Linked DNA regions of Rattus norvegicus: region 2 is linked to region 1. A link is a contact called in public Hi-C data. All regions are on one chromosome and are shown on one strand. Each heading gives the region's core, a stretch centred on a gene start, on an enhancer-like site or on the middle of the called end of the contact. The rest is flanking DNA. Distances are from core to core; before and after follow the strand shown.

Region 1 (7,362 bases), core at 3,159-5,658:
AAAACCAAACTTTAATTTTCTGTTTTAAAGAATCAAATAGAAATAATTGCATAGGATGAACAAAGAATATTCATAAAAGCAGCCCCTTAGTGTTTGCTTTAGTAAATCCTTAAAAATGTTTGAAAGTTTTAATTGTGTGTGTGTGTGTGTGTGTGTGTGTGTGTGTGTGTGTGTGTCACACTTTGCTTGCTCAGGACTGAAGTCCCTATTAAGGAGTTAGCTCTTGGTTTCCACCTTGGTGTAGCAGGGTCTCTCTTGTTTTCGCTACAGTTTAACCATGCTTGTGAGACATTAGCCTAATTCCCTGTATCTTCCTCACATCTTATCACAGGATGGTTGGGATTGCAGATACTTGCTACCACACCTGGCTTTTTTGTGCAGATTTCGGAGATGGTTTGTGAGAGTATTTGCAAGCACAGGGCCGGCATGGTAATGGCTTGCATGAGGCTAGAAGGAAATCTGACTCACCACAGCCCAGTGTCCTATGTTGGTCCAAACTTCTGGAGCACTTTATTTTAGGCATATTTAAATACAGTACAATTTCAAAACAAGTTTCCTGGTGATAATTATCACAGTAACGTTTAAGGTATCACTATATTGAAACTCTTTTGCAAAGTAAATGTAACTTCTTCCATAAATGGCTTCTATAGCCTCAGGGTTTAGCGGAGGGTCTGGTGTGCTTTAGTCTTCTACCAAGGAGACAGCCTCATGCATTTAACCTTCCTGGCTTTGCTAGTGATTATCTGTGAGAAAAAGGACCTCATGACCTCTACAATGGTAGGCCACAGGGTCTCTGGCCCAAGCACTTTCACTCATCTTGATATATTTTTAGTTTTGGTGATAAAAAGTCTAAAGAACTAACGAGTTCTAGATATAGAACTCTTCTATATCTACTCCAACTGCTCTGCGCTCTCTATTCTTCACACCCCAATAGGGCTATTGGTCTTGTTGGCTGTGATAGCTTGGAGATTGTGCCACAGTCGTTAGGACTATGCATGATATGCACAATGTAGTGACATATTTGCATGTATGTGTTATATAGATACAAAAAATAGCATCTGTCTCTATTATGCTTTACTGTATGTATCTGGTAGCTTCTCAGAATCCTTCCAACTCAGCATCTGGACAAGCAGAAGATGAATTTGCCACAGTATATGTCAGCACTAGACATGTAACCATGTACTTGTAGCCTTTCTGTTCTTAAGGGTGTGAATAAGAAGAACCGTAATTTTAGTGCTTTGCAAAGAATCTTGACTCTGAAGATACTTATCCATTCACACTCCCCACTCCCTACTTGTGAGGCAAGCATTCCTGAGACACTCACGCTAGAGGACTTTGCCAGATGCATTTCAGCTGTCTGTTTGGGACATCTTTTTGACAGTTTGAAAACATGGCTTTATTTATTCCATTATGGAAATTATGCAAACAGAATCACAGACTTCAAATAACTCTGCCGCCCACATGAATCAAGCTTGCAGTCAGGGAAAGACAACATTGAAAGGGAAAAGTTGATCGAAAGCTCCATGGGACTTTTTAGAATAATAAAAATTTAATTTTTATTTTCCTTCTTTAAAAATGCTAGCTCATAGCTCTGAAACACTGGGACGGGAAATTGAAAAATGTTTATTGGAAGACTAATATTGTGAAATAAACTCACCACAGTGATCCCGAATTTAGAATTCTCTAGTCGTTACACTTGTTGATTGCATGGAATTCCAAGAAGTCTCAGAATCAAGGTATGTAATTTCCTATAAAGCTTCCTGTATGCCAACCTTCCACACATGACCAAGCTATTGGCATATATTCATATTATACAAACTTGCACTGCACTGAGCTTCTCGCAAGTCTGTCAACATATATTTAAGGGAGGTTTTCTTTTTGACAGCACAGCTCGGGGACTCAAAATAAACTGCCATCCACACTGTCATAAATCTGATCTTGCAATGGGAGGAACGAGCAAGAGTTAATTTTGGTGTCAAGGTCATTAGAATCTCAAGGATAGGGGGTGACAAAAATAAGAACAAGCATTAACCTTACCTCAGGTTATTTCTCTGAGATGTTTAGGTTTGAGCAGAGATCTTACTTAATTTAATTGGTTTAGATAGGCTAGGTTAGAGACTAGAAGTAATTCAAGCAATAATATTAATAACGACAATAATAATAATACAATCTAAAAGCCTCCACAGCTAAGACTCACGCTGTTAAAGAAACTCAGCAGAGCTCAATTGAACATAGTGAATACCAGGTTACAAAAATGTAGCCATGAATTATGTAGGTGACAAAACACAGGAGGACTTTTTAACCAGTGTTTCAGTTTGCTGTCTTCAATGTATAAAAATGTAAGATAGTTTATAACCTAACGTTCTTACATCAGAACTGGTGAGATGGGTCACTGGGAGATGGGACACTTGCTGACAAGCCTGGCAACTTGAGTTTGTATCCCTGATTCATGATAGGAGGAGATAACCAACAACCACAAGTTATTCTCTGATCTCTGACTGAAAATCATGGCACGTTCAGGGCCCCCCTCATACACACACCTATTAAATAAATAAATAACTCTTTTAAAATGTGCTAAGGATGTTTTTGTTTGAAATAAAATAGTAAAGCCATGAAAAGTTCTTGGCATAGAAAGAAAGCATCCCTGCTGCTCCAGCAACAACAAGAAGCAGATCCAAGGCATCATTGTCTAAGTCTTTTAGGACTGTAAAGTGGGAATGTCAGTCAGAGCTTGGAGTAGGATTCTCCAGCGCTAATCCCCTGGCAGAAACATCAATTCAAGGATTGCTAAGTGATTAGGAGCATGTCCTTATCATAAAGAATACATGAGGTTGGTTCTTTAAACCTCAGTAGATAGTACACAACCATGTCCATCCATCTCTGGGGCAATCCCATCCTCTTGTCTTGGCAACACCTGAACTCATGTACATATACACACAAATACAAATGCAATGAAAAGTAAATGAACACAATTGAACTGGATACACATCCTCAAAACATATCCAACCAGTTACAGGCAAGTGCATCTCTATTACAGTGTGAAGAATGTACGATGAAGAAGAGACAGGCTCTTTTTGGTGTGGGGTGTCGTGATACCTGGATGTCCACAGAAGAAGAAAGAAGTAAACCATTTTTATAGCAATATTCCACTCAAAATAAACAGATGTAGGTTATGAAACTGTAAATCTACTAGGAGAAAACAAGGAAGCAATCCAGGTGGAACAGGCACATGTCTAAAACTCAAAAGTAAAATACTTAATACCTTCATGGAAATATGAGCAAGGCAACTAAGTCATCATTCCTCCAGAGAAGATATAAAAAGGTTCTATAGGCATATTAAATGGTATCATTGTTTATCATAGAAATTTAGATCAGCACCATAGTGCTAGATCACTTTCAACCTGTAAGAATGGCTACTGTCAAAGAATAAAGGATGACAGTTGATATCTAACATGAGTAAGGGAGTATATTAGTCAAGGTTCTCTAGAGTCACAGAATTTATGGATAGTCTCTACAAAATAAGGGAATTTGTTGATGACTTAGAGTCTGTAGTCCAACTCCCCAACAATGGTCAGCAGCAGCTGTGAATGAAGTCCAAGAATCTAGCATTGGCTCAGTCCCACAAGACAGGCAGGTGAGGAAGAGAGAGGATCTTCATTCTTCCAATGTCCTTAAGTAGGTCTCCAACAGAAGGTGTGGTCCAGATTAAAGGTGTGTACCACCACACCTGGATCTGGGACTTGCTTTGTCCCAGATGACCTAGAACTCATAGATGGCGTTGCCTAAGTCTCCTGGGATTCATAGGCCCTATGCCTCAAAATCTCCATGCCAAAATCCAGGTCAGAAACTTGTATCTCCCAGCTTAAAGCTCTGGATCACAGGTGAACCTTCCAATTCTGGATTTTAGTTCATTCCAGATATAGTCAAGTTGACAACCAGGAATGGCTACTATAGGGAGTTCTTGATCATGTAAATCACCATGTTTAATTAGAAAATAGTACGAAGGTTTCTCAAATAGCTAAGCTATGAATCAGCAGTTTACCAGTGAATGTGTATCCAAAGGAAGTAAAAATCTGCATATCATCAAGGAAATACGCATACACTCAACTACATTCCAACATTATAATAAGCATGACATGGAGCATTCTGTCCATTAATATGTGGAGGCACACATAAAATGTGGCATTTCTAAACCATTAAATAAAATTAATCTTTAAATATGTTCCTATTTCAAGGAGACAGCGGCATGGCCATGTTTATTGCAATATTAGTCACGACAGAAACTATGAGAGATCAGTCATGGTGTCTACTGATATATGATATGGCGATGCAGATCAGTGTGGAGAATTCTCAGAAGCTAAAAATGGATCTACCCTATGAATCAGCTAAGCCGTTGCTTCATATACTTCCTCAGGACGGACTAGTCATCACATTCCACACATATTTCCTCAGCCATGTTCATCACTGCCCTCGTTATGATAGCTAGGGAATGGGATTAACCTAAATGTTCTACAACTGAAGAACAAATAATGAGTCCACAGCTGTGGCAATGGTTAGACATTCCAGAACCCAAATATAGTCCTGGGCGTTTAGAGCAAGAGGCTTTTACAGAAAAATGCCACATTCTTGTGTTTTGCCCTTCACAGAGAGGTTTTGGTAAAAGTAGGTAGTTGAACAGGAGCTAAGATAAATTAGCTGGGGCATTTTAACTTGGGATTTCTAGTGAGATTTGAATACTTTCCCATGGAATTCCTTATCCAGGAGATCAAATTCTAGTTAAACCTGAAATGGCCTCAGCAAGAACACAAGATGGAGTGTCTTAGGGTTTTACTGCTGTGAACAGATACCGTGACCAAGACAACTCTTATAAGGACAATGTTTAACTGGGGCTGCCTTACAGGGTCAGAGATTCAGTCCATTATCCCCAAAGTGGGAACATGGCAGCATCCAGGCAGGCATGGAGCAGGAGGAGCTGAGAGTTCTACATCTTCATCTGAAGGCTGCTAGCAGAATAGTCACTTCCAGGCAGCTAGGATGAGGACCTTAAATGATGCCCACAGTGACACACCTCATAATAGTGCCACTCCCTGGGCTAAGCATATAGAGACATGGAGGGACCTCTGCACTGTCTTGCCCTGTCACCTTATGTGTGTTATAAAGAGTTAGATGACCAAGGCAGCAAACAAGTTGGGTATGGTGTACAGGCTGTGGGCTGCAGGTTGGACAAGCCTGAAATTTTGGACTTAAATATTCATTATTAGCAGACATATTTATAGCCATGGATTTATGTATCAGAAGGGAGGACTGACAGAGAAAAGAGAAAGTAATTGAAATCTCAATTTCAGGACTATCAACTTGAGAGAAAATGCCTGGTGTGAACAGCTGTGCCCACACTTCAGCCATGAAGAGCTGATGCTCTCCTAACAACAGATTTTCTCAGAAGTCTCAGTATCAGAGATCAGGTTGCATGGAGATGGTGGGGATGCACCATGTTAAGGGCAGGTATGTGCCAATTCTTAGGGTGATCTGAAGAGGTCTTCCATACGGTCATCTACGATGCCTGTTTGCCTTATACCTTGGCTATCTGGACAAGGTGTTTGAAGGCTCCATGGGTGAGAGGCCACAACTGAGGGAAATACAGACAGATGATGAGAAGTGCTAAAGACACTAATCCTGCTTTGAGCCACATTTCATCACATTCTGAGTGAAAGAGAACTGTAGAAGCTTGCAAATTTGTAAGTTGCCAGGAAGAAACCTATAGGTAATCATATGTTTTTTTGCTGTTTTTTTTCTTTTTTGTTTTGTTTTGGTTTGCTTTGCTTTTATATTCTAAAATCTAAGAAAACCGGCCCCTTGGTGACTCAGTTTTAACTGTTAACTGTTAAAAATTTTACTCTTGTTCACTTTCTTTCATTTGGTTTGGTTTCACTTCTGTGCCTCAACACTTCTGAATGTAAGAAATTTGCTGTACAATATGGCAAAAAAGAGCAGGAACATATTTATGGATGTAATAATATCAATTACCATTTGAGATAATGTCTCTCGGTTCTCATCTCATTGGTTTAAAGATGACCATGCCCTCTGTACTTTGTCACAAAAAATGGGTTTTCTGAGTGACTATATTGGTTAGTGTCAAAATAAGAATTTGTGGTATATTACAGTTAATTTACTTGAAATTATATACATATATGTACATATATATATATATATGTATGTATAATAAAATGAAAAGAAGGTGTCATGCACGATACTCTCCACTTCATCTAATAGGAAGCATTTGGAAGGTTAGCTGATGGGTTGATTAATGAGGATGGTTTCACCTTGGTCCCACTCATATTAATATTTGATGCTCATTAGTTCAGGTTCCATTTCACTCCTTTTCCTTGACACACCAGATACAATTCTCCAGAAGCGTCCCAGCCTCCTCCCACACTAGAGTTTTACAGAAACCACCAAAGACCACAACATCAGCATTGTGTTTTCAACCCTGCCCTTCTCCCATCTTGTCAAAACCTCTTGAACTTCCCTGAAGCCATGAGCACTCCACTGTGACTACTGTAACAGTCCTAACTTGCAGCTCTGTGGGCCTAAGGATGTTTCACCCTTCCACATGTTTTTAATTAGACTATCTCCCATAAACTGGTTCCCTTGGTGTTCTGCTCAAGATGGTATGCCCAGTTGAGTTTTAGATCACAGTATGTTCTATTCGGTGGACTATTGTTAAGGTTCCAATACTCCAATTTTCTTAATGTTCTCTTTTGGGGGAGTCAGTGTTGAAAATTTTGAATAAAAATTTCCCATAGCATGAGAATAAGACTTGGTGTAGTGTTGCATGTTTTTAATCCTAGCACATGAGAGGCAGAGGCAGGAGAATCTGAGTTTGAGGCCATTCTGGTCTACAGAGTGAGTTTCCGGACATTCAAGGTCCACAAAGAAACCTGGTCTCAGAATAACTAATTAATTAGTTAATAAAACTAGAGACTTTCTTCATGTTATTCTTTCTTTCTCTTTCCTCTTTTCTTTCTTTAAGCAGTACTTATATCAGAGTATATTGTTTTCTCTCTCACTTGCTTTTCTCTCTAACACTCTTCTCCATCCTGTGACATTGATTGCATGTAAAGGGAAAGTCATCTTCTTTCTTAAGTTGTTCTTATCTGAGCTCTATGACATTTATCACAATTACTTTTTTCTACTTTTTGTTCTTTTGAGATCATTTTTTTCTATCATTCTTTGCAATTCTTTACCGGTGTGATTGTATTTATGATGAAATATGGTACGGGTGGGTTTTGAGCTTGAAAGAATTATGAATAATGGCACAGGAAAGGTGGATCGATCCTTAGGAAGATTCACAGATCATATAGA
Region 2 (7,362 bases), core at 1,835-4,334, 380 kb before region 1:
TTACAAAATAGTAATGACTAAAGCTTGTTAAATATGTATTATACACCAGACTTTCCGAGCAAGATTGCAATAAATAGTACTTTCCTCTGTGCTCAGCAGGATTTTTACATTTTTATTTTATATATAAAGAAACCAAGGCTCTACAGATTTACGTAAGTTGCCCATGTTTACACAGGGGATGGGTGTAGATGGTCAGGTACACCATCTATTCTTCAGTTCAAATTCTTAATGATTCTAGACTGAGAGAGGAAATGAAAATTGATGTGACCTGCATAGTTCTCTCTAGGAAGTAGTACTTGCATAATTTACTGGTTGGTGCGGCTTGTCTTCTTGGTAGGATCTGGAATCACCTAGAGTAAGCTATCAGGCATGCCAACCAGGGATTATTTAGGGTAAGTTGGGCTCTGCACATTCTGTGAGGGATTGCCTTGATTAGGTTGGTTGAGGTGGGAAGGAGTGGCCAGCTTTCCTTGGGCTTGAATCCTAGACAGGTGGAAGAGGAAAGCTAATTGAACAGCAACATTCATCGTTCTTTTCTTGCTGACCACACACTCAATGTCAACAGCTGCTTCAGGCTCTAGGCACTGCTCACGATGAGCTGTCCTCTCAGAGGTGTGCTAAAATAAACCATCCTTCCTTAGGTTGTTTCTATAAGAGTGTCTTTAAGCAGAAACAGGGAAAGTAATAATAGGCCAGCATACGGATATGGATGTGAAGCACAGAATAGGTCTATGTCATTGACTACGGAAATGGCCTACTTTGTTCCATCGTGCAAGAGTCTTCTTTCTCAGTTTTCCTATGTAAATTGATTTTAGAACACATATTTTCTTGGCAGGATAGGTTTTCCAATAACAGCTTGTACTCAAGTAGCCACGTACTGATGAGCCCTTTGAGCTTTATTAATTATTGATGATTTAAATGCAGTCATTTGCTGTATGGGAGTCTGAGGTCCATCGTGACTGATGCTCCGTGCCTACAGTCATTAAGCCCGGTGCTCTCAAGAATGACCTTTCTGAGGCTAGTAAAGTGAATGGAGAGGAAGAAAGCATACTTTAAAACTGCAAAAGCCTCTTCGGTTTCCAATCTAATGAAAAAAAACCTGTGTATTTGTCTGGGAGTTCTCAGTGTTGATTTCTTTAAACGTTTAAGCACAAAATAGCAGTTTCCTTCGCGTGTTCTCTGAATATCGAATAAATTGTGAAATCAGAAACATCTCACATGGAGACACTGGAGGAAACAAAGAATGAGGGGCAGGTACAGCAATTCTGAATGATCGACAGGAGGCAAGTACCTGCGTGCTTTTATAGTCATTTTGAACGTTTCATTGCCCACCCAACCCTCCTGAGGAGAGTGGTAGCATTGACAATGGAATGCACTGTTTTATATAACTTTCACATGTGCAGACAATCTATTTGAATAGAGGAAATATTGGAAAATGGGACTCCATTTCTGAGCAGATTTAGCTCCACAGAATTGTATCCTGCAAGCAATCCTTCAGAGCTGCTGTGGACATCCTTTTCTCTTTGGTAAAACTGGATATCAGCACAGAAAAGCACACAAACAAAAATGGCCTAGAAAAATGAAAAGAGCTCATATTTTGGAAGACGAAACGTCAAACTGTTCTTTTGCATTTTATTTTTAAAATATATTTCTCGCTCACTATAAAACATCATGAAAATCTACCTCCTTGTAAATTCATATATTCTTTAATGTACTAGGGGAATGGAAATATTAAATAAAATATCCTATAGGAAAGGTACAAAAGCAAAATGTTCAAAAACTATACAGATAAATAAAGCAAAAATGAGGTGGGTTGAAATTAAGAAAGGGGAAATTTTCAATAAATCATTATACAACAAAAATTATATTGTTTTCTAGTCAACCATAATTACCAAGTATGTCCCATCATTGCTGTCTCGTTCTCTGCCTCTGGAATATTATTCTCTTCTCCCCTCCTCTCTCTCTCTCTCTCTCTCTCTCTCTCTCTCTCTCTCTCTCTGTCTGTCTCTCTCTCTCCCTCTTCCTCTCTCTCTTTCTCCCTCCTCTCTCCCCATCATTGACAGCATCATTTATAGATGATAATGGCTACTAAGCTAACCATTATATGAAGCAGAGGGAGCCAAACTTTAAAAGGCTTGCATCCCTTTTTTTTCTAGGCTGAACTGTTCATTATTCAATTAGTTGTACTTGCAAAATTGAGCAAGAAAATAATTTTACCTGGAATTAATTAATTTCATGTCCTTTCATTTGAATGTTCAAATTATCCAACTCAATGGCAGTTATAATGCACGTGTGAAAAGGGGGCTTTTAGAAAAGACATCTTTTAAAAATGTACTTTGTTGTCTTGCCTGTTCATTTCTGATCTTTGCACGAAGGGAGAAGTATTATTAATTGAATCAATTTCGTGACACAAAACAGCTTCCCTTATGCTTTCAATGACAAAGGAAGATCAGCACTGCGTTCGTCAAGGCTGCAAAGCTTTCAGAGAATTATCCACTATGCAAAGGACAATCAGCTTTATTTTGTTTGTGGCATGAGTAAACATTACATGGTAGATACGTAATATAGCCTACACTACACTTGTTGGGCTACAGTTTAAGTTTAAAACGTTCTCACGTGTCTGTTTCCTTACAGCTCAGTCATATTAGCCAATTGTAAGACTCTCAGGTACGTAGTGTTATCTTTAAACACCCCAGCAGCCAACTGGACGTGGGTTTTCCTGGCTTGAATGTGGTAATTCCTTTTCTACCTAGTAATAATTGGGGCAGTTTGGCTTCGTGTTGAAATAACAAATCCCACAACCAATAGATGGCACTGTAAGTATTGCAAACGTTTTCTTTATTGCTTTTGGTTTCCACTCAGTACGATTATTTCCAATACCAAATGACAATTTATATAGTTAAATAGAAAACAAAGGTGCACTTAGAATGCCCATGTCGAAGAAATTCAAATGATTGGTTGCTGTATGTGTTTCAAATGTTTTCACCATCCTAATGATATGAAAGGCCTTTCTTCTCTTCTACATTGAACCTCCGTGTGTCATTGAGAGATGGAGGCCTACTGCTTGCTAAGGTTTCTGGTACATCTGTAAGCTCACTTATGTGTTGGGTATCTGCAAAGATTTCAAGTTTGGTATGTTTTGCCTGTTCGTAGGATCCTGGTGGGAGGAGAGTTGGGAAGAATGTTAATGAAGCTTTATTTTTGCTGGCCCTCACTTGGGTTTTTCCAAAACCCAACTTAGCAAGTGATCTTTTCCTTGTCCATAATGAACAACTTCATAAAAATGTTCAATGAATCACAGACAATCCAAGAGAAAGTGCGTGGTAGCCTGTTAACAACAGACTACAGCAGGTAAAGTGATCTGTGTACAGTGCAGGATTAACCTCCCTGAGTTTAGTAGTTACTTTCTTGTTTATTTTTATGCCTATGTGTGACACACACTCATGAGATGAGAATATTTGCAAAACCATGCATACATCAATAAACCGGAAACAAATATCAGGTCCTTTGGGCCTTAAGTACAGGAGCTTGTGAGCTGCCCTGTGGATACTGGGAGTAGAACTTGGGACCTGAAGGAGAGTAGCAAGTGCTGTTAACCTGTAAGCTATGTCTCCAGCCCTTTTCTCTAAATTTCACTAATAATGGATATGATTCTGTAGACGTGTTTATTTTCCTTTTTTAAAAGATGTAGGTGGAATTTAATGGCAGATACTCCATACATAGGCAGCCTAGCTAGTACCAAATATGCATTATTAAGGAAGATCAAATGACTGATTCAACCTTTGCCTTTGGTTTTTTTAAATAACGTGTAAATATTTTTGCAGTTGTATCAAGCATTCCGTGACTCCAAGCAGTATTTTCAGAAAGTTGTTCCCAGCATGCGGCAGCACCAAACCCTTTAGCCACTCAAACTACAGACTAGATGCCACTACCTTTTCAAAGCCCTGTCCTAATGCACCACCTCCGTCTAACGGGTTTAAATCTTTATTTCATGAATATTCTATGCCAAGTGAGCTTCAGCTAGTGAAGGACCACATATCAATCTATTCACTTTGACATAAAAAATAAAAGCCTTTAAGTTATAAATATCTTGTTATTTTATTTTAAACGATCACATTGGGATAGATGCCCACACATTCATATAAATTTATACTCATGAATATTTCATGATTGTGCTTCTCATGTACATGCATATGAAAAGAGACAAGGTGGGTGCAGCGTGGAACACAGTTCCCAGTTGTATTTTTAAGTACCTACTTATAACTTGCTTGGAAAAAACCATGAAATCATGTTCAAAGATTAATTATATGCTTCCAGTGATAACACTACACAATCCCCTCTATTTCTGTTACTGAGACCATTCTTTAATATATGGCTTCAAGGAACTCTCTGCACTCTCTGATCCTCTTAGAAACACCCAGAGCGCTCGCCGCTACTGTATTAGTGTGATCACGTTCCCCCATCATCCTCTAGCCAATATCCATATACACAAGGAATGGGGTGATCTCTGAGATCCCCCTCAATATGACTGGATTTTTTTTTCATGAGCTCTTTGGTACCTGGAATCAAACTAAAGCAGTTTATTAATGTAGCTAAGGATGTTCGACCTTACTATTTAATGGATACGCATAAAAGAATTGTTCACACGTCATACTCAGATACTTCTAGAATGTCATAAGAAGAACTCCATATAGAATAGAGCATAGCGTAACATGCACACACTTTTACAAGCTGTGACTTTGATGCATGGAGTTTCTAGAACTGACAGCATTCACTTGACATCTACATCATAGTTTCAATGATATTTTCTTCTTCCTCCAGTCATTAGATAATCTTTTAAAGCAAAGGAGAAAACACATACAACCATCCTCCTGCTTTGCATCTTAGAATAAAATGATTACAGCGTAAACTGATGGATTCTGTGTCATATGAGCACAGTTACATGTTGTTAGGTTTGATTTGTTAGAAGTAATTCATCATAAGAGGAAATAAGAAAGTTGGTCGAGAATGTTTAATTCAGTCGACAACAAAATAAACATCACCACAGCACAGAGAGTCTGTAGATTGTAAGAAATAGATACATCAGAGATGGTTTCCTGTCAATGTTATTTTGTCTTTTCTTGGTTTGATATAGTCTTCTGGGTAGAGAGCTCCACAATCAGGAGAGAAACAAATTACATGTACTGACCTTGAAATAAGTTAGAAACTCTTCAAACACTTGGGCATGTCATTGATGTAGCATTTCCTTTTATTTACCTCATAGAAAAGTGTTGAGAACTATCTTTAAAACTTGTTTCATATGAAAGAACGTGTTGACAACCATTTGGCAGTATCTCAACAAATTAAACATAGAATTATCTGAGACCTCCCAACTTGCACTTCTGGCTATTTATTAAAAGTAATTTAAAAATAGATATTCAAATAAAAACCTATATGTGGTTATATATGCATAGTTGTCCTATTAAAATAAGAGAAATAATGAGAGCTAGGAGGAAATAAAATGCAGTATACATATGCAATGAAGAATTCCACCAAAAGGATAAAATAGTGATACCTGCTATCATGTGGGTGATTCAGAAAGCAGGCTAAGTGATTGAAGCCATATAGAGTATCTACATATTCTGACACTACAGGAAACGTCCATATTATTATGATCAATTAATATAACTTATTATCAAATTATGAATGATGAAATCAAGTTAGTAGTTGGCATGGGCTAGGAAATAAGTGGGGGGATGATTGATTAATGGTCGTGAAGCTTCCACTTGTGGTCATGAGACTGTTTTAGAACTAGATAACAACATAATTGGACATGGTGCTTCTGGTAGTATCTTGATATTTTCATTTACCCTGGTGGAGACTAGGTGAAACACATCTTGACTTTCATGGCAGGATAATTTGGGGGCTTACTCCTATTATTTTAGAAGATAACAATAGCAATCTCTTCTCAAAGTCATTTGACTTAAAATATAAATGTTTACCAATAAAAGTTTATAAATAATTCATTTTTCTTTCTGATTGGGAGATAAATGTGTTTCTGTTTTAAGTGAAGGTGACCATTTTTTAATACAGTCACAATTCGGGCCTACAGAAACGCTGGGTCAAAGATTAAAATGCCTGTTTATATCAATCAAATATTCCTGAACCCACTGACCTATTTTAGTGTACAAAAGTTCTAGTTTTCATAAAGGAAATCTTTCATACGGCCTCATCTGTAATGACTTCAAGTTAAAAATGCCCACCAAATTCTACATGCAGTAGAAGCTCTTGCCGCTGAAATCCCCACACCCTTTATGGAAGTTGTTCACAACCTTCCTAATACTGAGACCCTTTAATACAGTTCCTCATGTTGTGGTGACCCCCACACCATAAAATTACTTTTATTACTACTTCATAATGGTAGTTTTTGAAGTTCACTTATATGAATCATAATGTAGACATTTGTGTCTCCTGACGGTCTTAGATGACCCCTGTGAAAAGCTCAATTGATAACCCCAATAGGCTGTGACCCACAGGTTGAGAACCTCTGCCTGACGTGGAGGTGGCTGTCAGAAGCAGGAGAATCCCTAGAGGACTCTGGGCCAGCTAGTTTGTGCTGGTGCTTATATCCCTGCATCCAATTTCCCCAGGAAGGCAGTGAAGGGGTACTGAGTCACAGAAAGGCAGAACACGTGTGTGCAGTAGAGAGAAAGGCAGCACAGGGCTGTGGAGTCAGTGATCAGAGCCAGAGCTGCTTTACCCATGACGATTCTTCTGTCAGTGATTGAGTGGCCAAAAGCTGTTTGCTTTTTGGCAATTCTTCTAAGAAAGGAGACTTTGTAACTGGACGCTCCTTTTTCTCTGGTTCACGGACCCTTCGCTGGCCAGGACAGGCAAGAGGCTTGGAGTTCATTCCCTCTTCATGAGCCAGAGCGAAAAGAAGAGGGAGGAAGGGAGAGTTCAAGCATACACATAGACACATGCAGACACAGAGGCTTTGGCTGGCTCCAACTACTGTTCTCGACAATTCCACAAGTGTTCGTGCATACTTAATACATGCATACACACATATATGGATGTATATACATATAGATGAACAGACATATACCATGTATACACTTGACAAATGGGGCTGAACTCCAGAAGCCACACTTCATTTCTTCTCTTTGGCCTTCTTATACCTTCTAAGACAAAAGTTCTTTATTAAATTACCTCATAGATAAAATGTTACACAAAGGGGGAGTTACAGAAAGATACTAAGTTCAAAGTAGTATTTTACTCTATAAGATCATTGGAAGTTCAAAGCAAAAGTTTCATATAACTTGGTTTCATCATAGTGCAACCTGTGGCCTCATCTTTGGACCTCACCTAGAGTGAACTTTT

The links. A called contact is a pair of places that touch in the nucleus more often than the background predicts.
Region 2: a contact with region 1 is called in a Hi-C map of the A7r5 cell line, with 1.9 times the contacts expected there. The contact joins two enhancer-like sites. A contact is called at or near these places in 2 of 12 Hi-C or Micro-C datasets (the A7r5 cell line and the Rat2 cell line).

What each region holds. Positions count from the first base shown.
Region 1 is chr7:62,818,052-62,825,413 of GRCr8, reverse strand. No RefSeq gene overlaps it. Among named protein-coding and RNA genes, the nearest start is that of Slc16a7, 220 kb to the left of the region's middle. Within about 2 kb of position 4,408, at least 9 of the 93 cell types and tissues checked have an H3K27ac peak or open chromatin away from gene starts, as enhancers often do. A contact at or near this core is called in the A7r5 cell line, where this site is marked.
Region 2 is chr7:63,193,378-63,200,739 of GRCr8, reverse strand. No RefSeq gene overlaps it. Among named protein-coding and RNA genes, the nearest start is that of Slc16a7, 160 kb to the right of the region's middle. Within about 2 kb of position 3,084, at least 3 of the 93 cell types and tissues checked have an H3K27ac peak or open chromatin away from gene starts, as enhancers often do. A contact at or near this core is called in the A7r5 cell line, where this site is marked.